Regions from separate parts of the Macaca mulatta genome. Here regions 1 and 3 are each linked to region 2. The links are chromatin contacts, called in public Hi-C maps. All regions are on one chromosome and are shown on one strand. The core of a region is the stretch at or near the end of the contact, and the rest is flanking DNA. Distances in the headings are between cores, read along the strand shown. Region 1 has its middle 8.5 kb from the start of ZFYVE16. Region 2 holds the start of DHFR (dihydrofolate reductase). Region 3 holds the start of FAM151B (family with sequence similarity 151 member B).

Region 1 (3,945 bases), core at 1,072-3,571, 240 kb before region 2:
GATTAAAACGTCATCATTTGGGCCAGGCCTGGTGGCTTGTGCCTGTAATCCCAGCACTTTGGGAGGCCAAGGCAGGTGGATCACCTGAGGTCGGGAGTTTGAGAGCAGCCCGACCAACACGGTGAAACCTTGTCTCTACTAAGAAATACAAAAAATTAGCCAGGCGTGGTGGCAGATGCCTGTATTCCCAGCTACTCGGGAGACTGAGGCAGGAGAATTGCTTGAACCTGGGAGGCAGAGGTTGCAGTGAGTCGAGATCACATCACTGCACTCCAGCCTGGCGACAGAGCGAGACTCTGTCTCAAGAAAAAAAAAAAAAAAAAAAAATCGTCATTTGCAAACCCCAAATCAAAGAATGGATCCAAGCAGCAATTATTATTATTATTATTTTTGAGACGGAGTCTCGCTCTGTCGCCCGGGCTGGAGTGCAGTGGCCGGATCTCAGCTCACTGCAAGCTCCGCCTCCCGGGTTTACGCCATTCTCCTGCCTCAGCCTCCCGAGTAGCTGGGACTACAGGCGCCTGCCACCGCGCCCGGCTAGTTTTTTGTATTTTTCAGTAGAGACGGTGTTTCACCGTGTTAGCTAGGATGGTCTCGATCTCCTGACCTCGTGATCCGCCCGTCTCGGCCTCCCAAAGTGCTGGGATTACAGGCTTGAGCCACTGCGCCCGGCCCCAAGAAGCAATTATTAATGGTTGTTAACATCACCGAATGAGAGCTAACAAGGTATTATGTGTTTCCTGATGGAAGTGCACAACACCGCTTATAAAGCAGCCTTACCAAAACACTAAGCCTGTATCAAACCATGCCTCTAGAGCTAACTGCAAGTTCATAGGAAACACAGCGGAGAGAGAAACATGTTAAAAGATACAATGGGGAGGATGTACGCAAAAAAGAAAAATGTAGATATTGTCAATTTTACAGGCCAAAAGACAACTTTTTTTCAAAAATAAATTGCTAGGAACAAAAAAGGAACAGGAAACTTTATTACACATGAACTAATCTCAGTATGTGGATCTTATTTGGATTTTGATTCATTTAAACCATTAAAAAATTATGACATTTATCAAACAATTAGAAATATGAATACCAGGCAGGGCGCGGTGGCTCACGTCTGCAATCCCAGCACTTTGGGAGGCCGAGGCGGGTCGATCATGAGGTCAGGAGATCAAGACCATCCTGGCTAACAAAGTGAAACCCCGTCTCTACTAAAAATACAAAAAATTAGCTGGGCGAGGTGGCCGGCGCCTGTAGTCCCAGCTACTTGGGGAGGCTGAGGCAGGAGAATGGCATGAACCTGGGAGGCGGAGCTTGCAGTGAGCAGAGATCCGGCCACTGCACTCCAGCCTGGGAGACAGGGAGACTTCATCTCAACAAAAAAAAAGAAATATGAATATCAGTACCTAAATATCTGGTAATATTGAGAATTATTATTAAATTTTTTTCGGGAATGATTATGGTATTATTAGATTTTTGTGAAGAGTTATTTTCTTTTCTTTCTTTTTTTCTTTTTTTGAAACAGAGTCTTGCTCTGTTACCAGGCTGGAGTGCAGTGGTATGATCTCGGCTCACTGCAGTCTCCACCTCCTGTGTTCCAGTGATTCTCCTGCCTCAGCCTCCCGAGTAGCTGGGATTACACGCATGCACCACCATGCTCAGATTTTTTTTTTTTTTTTTTTTTTTTTTTTTTTTGTATTTTTAGTAGAGATGGGGTTTTGCCACATTGGCCAGGCTGATCTTGAACTCCTGACCTCAGGTGATCTGCCTGCCTTGGCCTCCCAAAGTCCTGGGATTATAGGCATGAGCCGCTGCCCCCAGGCAGAGTTATTTTCTTTTGCAAATATATATTGAAATATTTATGGATGAAATAATATAACATACGGCATTTGCTTTCAAATCATATGGGCAGGTAATGGAACAGATGAAACTAGGTTGTCCATATTGAAGCTGGATTATGGGATTGGCTACAAGGGGGTTGACTGCATTATTTCCACTTTGTAGGTTTTCTACTTATCTTTTAAATATACGTGTAGAAAAATTTAGAGATAAAATATGTAATAAATGAGCTTTGCCTCAAGATAATCTAATTGTGGGGGAGAGGGGATAAAATAGGTGGGTGTTTAGATAAAAATAAGATCTGTGGCCGTGAATGTAGAGTAATTCACTTGCAAAGGAAAAACATGCTAGGAAACAATGCTGTTGCAGATAGTCTTTTTGAAGCCTTATCTCAGTGTATCAATCAGAATAGCCAGCCACAAATCTCAGGGGCATAACACAAAGTTCCAGTTTATCTTCAAGGACAGACTGAATTATGCTGCGGTACTAAAGCACTCTCAAAATCCCAGGGCACAAAACAACAAGGTTTTTTTTTCTTCACTGAAATCCCACAGGGACTCAGGCTGATGGAGCAGTCACAGTATCAAATCTTGTCTATTGTTATGCCAGAGGGAAAGTAGGCTCAGGAGGATCTCACATTGGTGAGTAAAGAATTCAGTCTGGAAATGACATGTCATTTCTGCTCACAATTTATTGGTCTGAATCAGTCACATAGCCCTATTTAACCTCAAGGGGGTCAGGAAGTACACTGCCATCATATGACCAGAAGAAAGGAGAACTGAAAATATTTGGCAAATAATTTGATGAAAGAATCTGTGTCATGATGTTGAAGCTGTATTATACTTGAGCCTTGGGAATGACTGTTTCTTGTTGCCACCTCTAAGGCAGCAACCAGACACAAGTGCTCATTCGTCCTTTTGGTTTATTTGTGGCTTATGATGCACAGTCATGCAATATATTGTATGCAGAGATTGCATAATAAATGTGAGGTAATAGGTTGTCTTAATTATGAATTTAGCAATACTTTTAAAAAGAAAATGTTCAATTCTTCAAGTGTTTTTTTCTCAGAAAGGAGAATCACTCATGATTTATAGTCACAGTTAATATTTTAGTGGATTTCTTTCCAAACTTTTCTTTGCATTTAAAAAATTAGTTCTCATGATCATCAAAACTGTAACCATTTTTTTCATTAGTGACTGTCATAGTCTATTTGTGCTGCTATAACAAAATACCTGAGACTGGGTAATTTACAAAGAAAAGAAATTAATTTTCTTGCAGTTCTGGAGGCTGGGAAGTCAAAGATCAAGGTGTCAGGAGGTTTGCTGTCTGGGGAAGGTTTGTTCCTTCTATGTAGTGGTGTTTTGGTGTCCTCACATGGAAGAATGGAAGACAGTGAACCCAAGTACACTTCATAGTCCATTTTCACACTGCTAATAAAGACATACCCAAGACTGGGAAGAAAACGAGGTTTAATTGAACTTACAGTTCCATATGACTGAGGAGGCTTCAGAATTATGGTGGGAGGTGAAAGGCACTTCTTACATGGCAGTGGCAGGAGAAAACGAGGAAGAAGCAAAAGCCCGAAACCCCTAATAAACCTATATCAGACCTCATGAGACTTATTCACTGTCATGAGAATAGCATGGACAAGACTGGCCCCACGATTCGGTTACCTCCCCCTGAGTCCCTCCCACAGTGCATGGAAATTCTGGGATGCAGTTCAAGTACACCCAAACCATATCGCCAAGCCCTTTTGTTTATTTTTTATTTTTAATTTTTTTTTTTTTTTGAGACAGGGTCTTGCTTTGTCACCCAGACTAGAGTGCAGTGGTGTGATCACAGCTCACTGCATGCAGGTCTTGACCTCCCAGGCTCAAGCAATCTTTCTTCCCTAGCCTCCCTAGCTGGGACCACAGGCACACGCCACCATGCCTGGCTAATTTAACAAAAAAGTGTTTTATAGAGATGGGGTCTCCTTATGTTACCCAGACTCCAAGCCATTTTATAAGGGTCCTAGTCCTGTCCATGAAGGCTATGCCCTCATCATGACTTAATTATTTCCTGAAGGCCTCACATCTTAATACTATCATATTGGCCATTAAATTTCAA
Region 2 (4,406 bases), core at 1,822-4,321:
TTGTTTCACTTAGAGTCACAGTTTCCAAGAACTCACAGATACGTTAAGTGAGGACTTAGTGTAGGTATGTGCATAGATATGACTGACATCCTGACACTTAGTGGCTCTCCTTTAAAAAAAATAAACTTAAAAGTCTTACCAAAATTCATACTTATCACTTATTGCCTAAATATAACTATTTTTCCCTTTGGCATTATCCAATTTATATCGAATATTTACTTTTAATCAATTGCAATTGTGTATAACATAGTAATGAGTAAAGATTCTGGGGAGGCAGAGGCAGGCGGATCACGAGGTCAGGAGATCAAGACCATCCTGGCTAACACAGTGAAACCCCGTCTCTACTAAAAATACAAAAAATTAGCTGGGCGTGGTGGCAGGCGCCTGTAGTCCCAGCTACTTGGGAGGCTGAGTAGGAGAATGGCGTGAACCCGGGAGGTGGAGCTTGCAGTGAGCTGAGATCGCGCCACTACACTCCAGCCTGGGAGATAGAGGTGAGACCCCAAAAAAAAAAAAAAAAAAAAAACTGAGTCAAAGTGCTGAAGTTGAATGCATTTTGTCATCCACAAGACAAATCGTGTTAACCCCTTGTAGTTTACTTTCTTTATCCATAAAATAGAGATAACAATAGTTCCTGCTTCTAGGGTTGTTGTGGGAATTAAAGACTTAGAATAATGTTCAGCCTCTAATCAGTACTGTCAAAACTGTTATATAATTGTATTATTCATATTTGTGTACTTTGTAGATTGGTATTAAATCATACTTTTAAAAATAGCTGCTTAATGTTCCACTCAATTGCCTTAAAACATGTTTAATTATGTCTGTATCCTACTCTTTTAACGCTTCTATAAAACCTTTTTACATATAGCGTCCACTTTGGGTCAATTTCTTAGGAGAATAACTTTGAGACTCAGCTATCTGAACCAAAGAAACATCAACATTACCAGACCATATTGGGATTTCTGAGAGTGGCTTTTATCAATTCTTTAGCTATGGGCTCTCGTCATCATCTCTACCAGTGACCTAATTGTCAAATCCAAATACCTTGTATCTGTTCCATTCAAGAGCTGCAGCATCTGCTCCTTTCTTACTGTTTGTTTCCTCTGCCATGTCTCCTCTTACAACCATAAATATCCAGGTCTCTTAGATTTTAAATGGGGCATCTCTCAACCCCCACATTCTTTTCCTTGGTTATTCCCTTCCCTCCAATAGTTCAATTCACCTAGATCTCTGTGCCTGAAATTATCCTAGATGTCCTAGAGGTGCCTCATCATTACAATGGTACATTATTCTCCACTCCTTTACATGTCACGTCAGCTTTCAAACTGAAAATCTGAGCGTTCTTCCTTGATGCATCATCTTTAAATTCCTGATCTCCAAAATCCAGGGTCATGTAACCTTAAAAATTTTTTACCCTCTCTTCTCCATTGCCTTTGTTCAGGCCTTATCTCTTCCAGCAGCTCTTCCAAAGGCCTCTTCTGCTTTCCTTTCCGAGTGCTAACCTCCACTGAAGCTTCCACCCAGCTGCCAATTCTGCCCCATGCCTGATAATTTGCTCGTGCGTTAACATAAAATTTCTAAGACAAAAAAATTTTAATAGTGGTAAATGAACCTTGGGAACTGCATACAGATCCATAAGAGAAAAGGTCCCAGATTAACACGGAAAACTTTCCATTTAAATAACATTTGCATTGGTAAATTTCATCAACCAAGACCCTACTTAATCCCACATTACCTTCTACTGAAGAGGTTGTGGTCATTCTCTGGAAATATCTGAATTCATTCCTACAAGTTAGAGAAAGAGCGTTACTCGAAACATTATTGTCAGGCCTCTGGGCCCAAGCCAAGCCATCGCATCCCCTGTGACTCGCACGTATACGCGCAGATGGCCTGATGTAACTGAAGAATCACAAAAGAAGTGCAAATGTCCTGCCTCACCTTAACTGATGACATTCCAAGACAAAAGAAGCGAAAATGGCCGGTCCTGGCCTTAAGCGATATTATCTCGTGAAACTCCTTTTCCTGGCTCATCCTGGCTCAAAAAGCTCCCCTACTGAGCACCTTGTGACCCCCATTCCTACCCCGCCAGAGAACAACCTCCCTTTGTAATTTTCCTTTACCTACCCAAATCCTATAAAACAGCCCCACCCCTTATCTCCCTTCGCTGACTCTCTTTTCCGACTCAGCCCGCCTGCGCCCAGGTGAAATAAACAGCCATGTTGCTCACACAAAGCCTGTTTGGTGGTCTCTTCACATGGACACGCATGACAATTATCCCTTGAGCTCCAGCTCTAAGGCACCTGACAAACGGAGCGCTGCGGGCAGGGGTGAGGTGTTTTCTCCAGGGCTGGGACTTTGCCCTGGGAAAGGGCGCCGCAGGGCAAAGACCTCACCTGGCAGCAGGATCCGGGCAGAAATCAGCAACTTTGCCTCCTGCGCAGCAGAAAAGGGGAATCCGAATCCAGTCGGGCCCACCCTTCCTGCGAGCGCAGACCGCAAGTTTGGCCCCATCCTCTCGCCGGGAGTCGGCCCAGCGCATCCCACCCAGATACCCCGACCGCGGGCAGCCTGCGCCAGTCTGGATCCCATCGCCCCGGCCCGGCAGATACCTGAGCGGCGGCCAGGGCAGGTCCCCGTTCTTGCCGATGCCCATGTTCTGGGACACAGCGACGATGCAGTTTAGCGAACTAACCATGACAGCAGCTGGAGCACCTCCGAGCCCGCTAGTTAAAACAGAACGCGCGGTCAAGATTGGCGCGAAATTGTGGCCGCCCCGCCCTCTCGTTCCTATTTGTGCAGGCGAGGCCCCGCCCCCCGCCCCGGCGCACGGCAGGGTCACGGCGGGCTCGCGCCCGCAGACGCCTGGGAACTGCGGCCGCGGGCTCGCGCTCCCGGCAGGGCCCTGTTCCCGGGCTGCCATCCTTGCCCTGCCATGTCTCGCCGGAAGCCTGCGTTGGGCGGCCTCGCTGCCTCCAGCCCAGTCCCTGCGAGGCAAGCTGTTTTGAGCCGATTCTTCCAGTCTACGGGAAGCCTGAAATCCACCTCCTCCCCCACGGGTGCAACCGATCAGGTGGACCGTGACGCCGCAGCGCCCCCAGCGTCCACTTTCCCGCCCCAGCTGCCGCCGCTCGTGGTAGGTTCTGTCCAGGACGGGGAAGGGCTGTCGGGGCCGGTGGGCGGGGCTTGTGGGTGAGGCGGGCGGAGGCGGGTACTCTCCGCCAGATGGCAGGGCTGGAGGAGGAAGGGGTGGGCTGAAGAAGGGGAAGGTGGGAAGAGCCCAGGCGGGGCTACAAACTAGGTGAAGCGCTGAGGTTTTTAGTACTTCCATTTGAGGAGATAGGCTAAGGTTACGCAGGTGTTTTATGGCAGACCTGAGACAGGAACTCAGGTCTCCTGACTCGCATTCTGATAAGAGGGCTTGTGGGTAAGGGGTGCGTCTTTTAACCTCCATCCTTTTTTTTTTTTCCTTGGTGGTCGAAGAGTTTTACTGATTTAAAAAGTGCAGGATTGGGTGACTAGAAGAAAGCTGCCGTTAGGTCTCCAGTTTTCAAGGCTGCAACAGCGTTGCTCAATATTTCAAATCACTACGGTTAAAAGCAGTCATATTGTGCAGTTCCCCAGTGAACACTTTTTGTAGTTTAGATTATAAAGTCTGAAATACAATTTGGGTGGATAAAGTTTCTTAGGATGGTATAGATGTGATTAATTATGGAGTCCTTCCTGTTGCCATCCTTCAACGCAATAAGTACATTTGTTTGTTTTTAGACGGGAGATACTGCCAGGGGAAAAGCCCAAGGGTGACCCCTCACTGGGGTCACCTGCACAGTATGTTTCAAACTGAGGGTGGAAAGGCATTGAAGACTGGTATTTAGCCACCTACCGTGTTATAATGTAGGTGACAGCTTGGGTGCTTCAAAATCTTGTTCCCTTCTTATATGTTTCTCCCTTATAGTGATTACTTCTCTTCTGTTTTTGTTTTTTTTTTTTTTTTTTGAGGCCGACATTTTCGTGAATTCACCAAAAGTTTGCACCCACCATTTAAAGGGTAGTTGGTGAAGGACTTACGTATGCTTTTGGCAAGTTTTCTGCCAAGAAAAAGTTCATAATCTTGTCACATCTTTAGTGATGAACATAAACCATTTAAACAGGAAACACTTAAATTGGAATGACCATGTCAAAAATGATACTGTTCTTTTATTATGTATCTTTTCCTCTCTGTGCCTTTGCTACATAGCTGTTTATTTCTTAGAGGTATTTTATTTAGCATATGTAAGTAGGGTGATTCAAGTTTTATAATTAGAGAAAGCTGAAGGCTGATTGAGTCAAGACAGGTAGCAGCCTTGGTTTCAATTAATTCTAAACAGGGCTTGAGTTGCTGAGACTCCTGGCCTCAGTCATCAGACTCT
Region 3 (4,284 bases), core at 1,394-3,893, 160 kb before region 2:
AGATTTGCCTCTTTTGCTTCCTCCATCCTTTAATTTCTTTGCTGGAGCATTTTAAAGCAAATATCAGACATATCCTTTCATGTCTCACACTTCGATATGCAGCTCTAAAAATAAGGACAGTGAAGAGGAATATTGTAAAATATATGAAAATATTGTGGTAATATTGTGACCAATATGTCATAAAAACTTAGCAAACTGATGCAGGAACAGAAAACCAAATACCACATGCTCTTATAAATGTGGGAGCTAAATGATGAGACACATGGACACAGATTGGGGAACACCACACTGGGACTTTTGGAGGGTGGAGGGTGGAAGGAGGTAGAGGATCAGGAGAAATAACGAATGGGTACTAGGATTAATACCTGGTTGATGAAATAATCTGTACAACAAACCCCTATAACACAGTTTACCTATATAACAAACCTGCACTTGGACCCCTGAAGTTAAAAGTCAAAAAAAAAAAAAAAAAAAAGACACAAACCTGCACTTGGACCCCTGAAGTTAAAAGTTAAAAAAAAAAAAAAAAAGGTAGCTGGGCACAGTGGCTCATGCCTGTAATCCCAGCACTTTGGGAGGCCAAGGTGGGGTGGATCACTTGAGGTCAGAAGGTCGAGACCAGCCTGGCCAACGTGGTGAAACCCTGTCTCTACTAAAAATGCAAAAATTAGCCAGGCATGGTGGTGCATGCCTGTAATCCCAGTTACTCAGGAGGCTGAGGCAGGAGAATCACTTGAACCCGGGAGGTGGAGGTTGCAGTGAGCCGAGATCATGCCACTGCACTCCAGCCTGGGACAACAAAGTGAGACTTCATCTAAAGAAAAAGAAAAAAAAGTTTTTTAAAGAAGACTTGTACTGCAATCAATACCATCAAGAAACTGAAAAGACCATCTGCACAATGGGATAATATATTGCAAATATTTGCAAATTATCTGTTAATTTGTATTGAGACTATACAAAGAATTCTCACAGTTGAAATGAGCACAGGATTTGAGAAGACATTTCTCCAAAGGAAATATATAAATGACCGATAAGCACCTGAAAATAGGCTCAACATTATTAGTAGGGAAATGCAAATCAAGATAATGAGGTAGTACTTCATATCTACTAGGATTATAATTAAAAACAACACATAATAACAAGGAGTACTGGTGAGGACGGGGGGAAACTGGAATCTTCATACACTGCTGGTAGGAATGAAAGATGGTACAGCTGCTTTGCAAAACTGGCAGTTCCTCACACAGTTAAACAGAGTTACTATATGAACAAGTTAGTTCCACTCCTAGGTATGTACACAGATATGTACGCAGAAATGTGTTCATATACGTCCACGCAAAACTTGTCAATAAATGTTCATAGCAGCATTATTCATAAAAGACAAAATGTGGAAACAACCCGAATGTCCATCAGCTGTTGAATGGACACACATAAAATGTGGTATATACAAACTGGAATTTATTCCAACATAAGAAGGAAGAAAGTACTGACACATGCTAAAACATGGATGAATTTTGAAAACATGCCAAGTGAAAGAAGCCAGATACAAAGATCATACATACAGTCTGTGATTCTATTTACATCAAATTCCAGAATAGGCAAATTCATGAGACAGAAAGTAGATGAATTGTTGCCTGGGGGTAGGAAGGGGGCAAATGGAGAGTGATTGCTTTGGAGTGATGAAAAATATTTTATCTGAAAGGCTGGGCAAGAATCGCTCCCCTTTGTATTATGTGTCAGGTGATGATAGTTATCCTAACTCTACCACTGGCAGATTGAGTTTTTTGGTCACAGAAGCCGAAAATGGCAGAGCTTTGTTGCTAATTCTGATCACTAGTTTGGCATCAGAAAGTAATGAGTTAAGGAGGGCTAGAAAGACAGTGGATGGGAGAACCCAGTTGCTGGGAGCGTTTTCTGAGTGAACACTGGTAGAGAGACAGAAGGGGAGAAGAAAACTTCAGGTTATCTGCTCGATAACTGTACAAAAACCTTTTTTTTTTTTTTTTTTTTTTTTTTGACAGAGTCTACCTCTATCGCCCAGGCTGGAGTGCAGTGGTGCGATCTCGGATCACCTCCACCTCTCTGGTTCAAGCCATTCTTGTGCCTCAGCCTCGCTAGTAGCTGGGATTACAGGCGCGCACCACCATGCCCGGATAATTTTTAAAATTTTCAGTAAGGAGGGTTTTCACCATGTTGGCCAGGATGGTCTCGAATTCCTGACCTCAAGTGATCCGCCCACGTCGGCCTCCCAAAGTGCTGGGAGTACAGGCGTAAGCCACCGTGCCCGGCCAGAAACACTGATTTTTATCAGTAATGATTCCACACCCTTTTAGGATATTACTAACATTTAAAAGAAAATATATCCAACTTTTGAAATTCGTGCTCCACTCCAGCAACTGCTTTCAATCGGAGTTCCATCCTTCGCCGCAGTATTCCCTAACGCAGCGTTATCTTCAGAGCTACCACCTGCTTCCGAAACCTTTCGGAGGAGCGCTTGGCCAACACCTGCCCGGCGGAGCGGCCCGAAAGCGAACCTCGAACGCCAGCCTCTGCGCCTGCGTGCCGCGGCTCCATTTGGTTCCGCTTCGCTGGCGCCCGCCTTGCTCTTCCCCTGCCCGAGGCCTGTGGTTTGTGGAGTCGAATTTCCGTGCCGCCAGTGCCCGGTTAGCAGGGGCGCCAGCCGGTGGGCGCCTGCGCGGACGGCGGGCGTCATCACCATGGCAGCATCCGCTGGAGGCCCAGGTAAGCGCCAAGCACGCGGCCTCTGCCTGGAGGTGGGGCGCTTTGAGAGGCTCCGCCGGCGGCACCCTCCCTTTGTGGGCTCCCGCGGTCCTCCTTGCTAGGGACCTAGGAGCGCGCCGCGCAGTACCGGGCGGCTGGGCTTGAAGCCCGCTCCGCACTCGGGGCGCGCCCCCGATCGCCTGCCGATGACCTTGGTTTGCCGGGTGGGCGTTAAGGGACAGGCGTTAGGGGGAGGTCGGAGAATGGCAGAGTCAGTGTCTTTTGAGGTCTTGGTTGGAAGGAAAGGAATGTGACGTTTCCCTAATTCCTTAATTTCCGCAGACCGCATGGGGGCGGTCTGGGTCAGTCGGTTCCTCTTTGGAAACTGGGGGAGGCTTGGGAATGCGGACGGTGGGCCGGGCCCGGCGTAGTCCGGCTGCTGAGCGCGCGGCCTGGAAACCTGGCAGAGTGCGGCTCGCTTGTTTCCCCTTGGAGTCAAGTGCTTCAACTTGCGGAACAATAGTTCCACTCTTGAACGTTACAGTATCTTTTCTGTAAACTGAAGTAGTGGTATGAGACAACCTCAGTGACGCGTTCTTTCTTCAGTTTAGATTTTTTCCCTAATTGTAAAAATAATGCACGCTTTCACCATTCTGACTAGCGGGCTGTATAAATACGGATTCTCTTCTGAATCGATGCACGGTTTACAGAATCTTGGAATAACACGTGTGTGTAAGCGAAAAATGTCCAGGTTCTGATAAATGCCATTATAGAACATTTATAAAGTATATTAGTATAGAGAAGTAGGAAAAAAAAATTCCCCAAATGCTGATACCCACAGGCACCACTACTAACTTTTTGTTATTTTCTAACAACCCTGACTCTTAAAAATAGAGTTAAGGTCATGGTAAACATAATTTTTAAAATCCTGCCTCTTATAGTATTCCATGTCACCAAGGTTTTTATAAACATAATTTTGAATGACTGAATTGTTTTACACAATTATATTGTATACAATACAGTTATATTGTAATTAACCAGTCTCCTAATGTTGAACATTAGTCAGTTGTTTTCTGTTTAGTTTTGTTAGAATTCATTCTGTAATAAACAGTTTTGCATTGTTCTTCCTCAGTTATGTTTTTGGTTTGTTTTTATCCTGGACATGATTCTTGTAACTGAAATTACTGGGTCAAAGGATGTGAACTTTTTTTTCTCTTTTTTAAGACCTGTGCTAAACCTCCATAGAACATTTTCTTCAGACCAGAGTTTTCCATTTTTAACTCTTGGGTTCTTTACTTCTCAGTATAAATCCTTTTAAAGCCTGGTTTTCCTAAGAATCCAAACAAATCTGGGACAAAGCCCACACTCAAGACTTACACCATTCTCACTCACAGGCTGTATAAATCCAGGTTCTCTTCTGAATCGATGCAAGGTTTACGGAATCTTGGGGAAAAAAATGTGTGCATAAGTGAAAAACGTCCAATTCCTGACAAATACCATTTTTAAAAAAACAAATTTTCCGGCTGGGCACGGTGACTCACGCCTGTAATCCCAGCACTTTGGGAG

What was found. A called contact is a pair of places that touch in the nucleus more often than the background predicts.
Region 1: a contact with region 2 is called in a Hi-C map of blood, with 2.5 times the contacts expected there. The contact joins the enhancer-like site here to the promoter of DHFR in region 2. A contact is called at or near these places in 2 of 14 Hi-C or Micro-C datasets (blood and fetal cortex germinal zone).
Region 3: a Hi-C map of liver shows a contact between it and region 2, with 3 times the contacts expected there. The contact joins the promoter of FAM151B here to the promoter of DHFR in region 2. A contact is called at or near these places in 4 of 14 Hi-C or Micro-C datasets (fetal cortex germinal zone, fetal cortical plate, fibroblasts and 1 more).

The regions. Positions count from the first base shown.
Region 1 is chr6:86,732,255-86,736,199 of T2T-MMU8v2.0, forward strand. No RefSeq gene overlaps it. Among named protein-coding and RNA genes, the nearest start is that of ZFYVE16, 8.5 kb to the right of the region's middle. Within about 2 kb of position 2,322, at least 12 of the 40 cell types and tissues checked have an H3K27ac peak or open chromatin away from gene starts, as enhancers often do. A contact at or near this core is called in blood, where this site is marked.
Region 2 is chr6:86,972,326-86,976,731 of T2T-MMU8v2.0, forward strand. It overlaps DHFR (dihydrofolate reductase), which reads right to left and starts at 3,072. Exons shown (of 8, transcript XM_078004951.1): 1 at 3,043-3,072; 2 at 2,610-2,723; 3 at 2,228-2,433; 4 at 1,736-1,785. The coding sequence starts at 1,760. MSH3 (mutS homolog 3) reads left to right here and starts at 2,857. Exons shown (of 24, transcript XM_015140339.3): 1 at 2,857-3,133. The coding sequence starts at 2,933.
Region 3 is chr6:86,813,752-86,818,035 of T2T-MMU8v2.0, forward strand. FAM151B (family with sequence similarity 151 member B) reads left to right here and starts at 2,644. Exons shown (of 6, transcript NM_001194307.2): 1 at 2,644-2,739. The coding sequence starts at 2,715.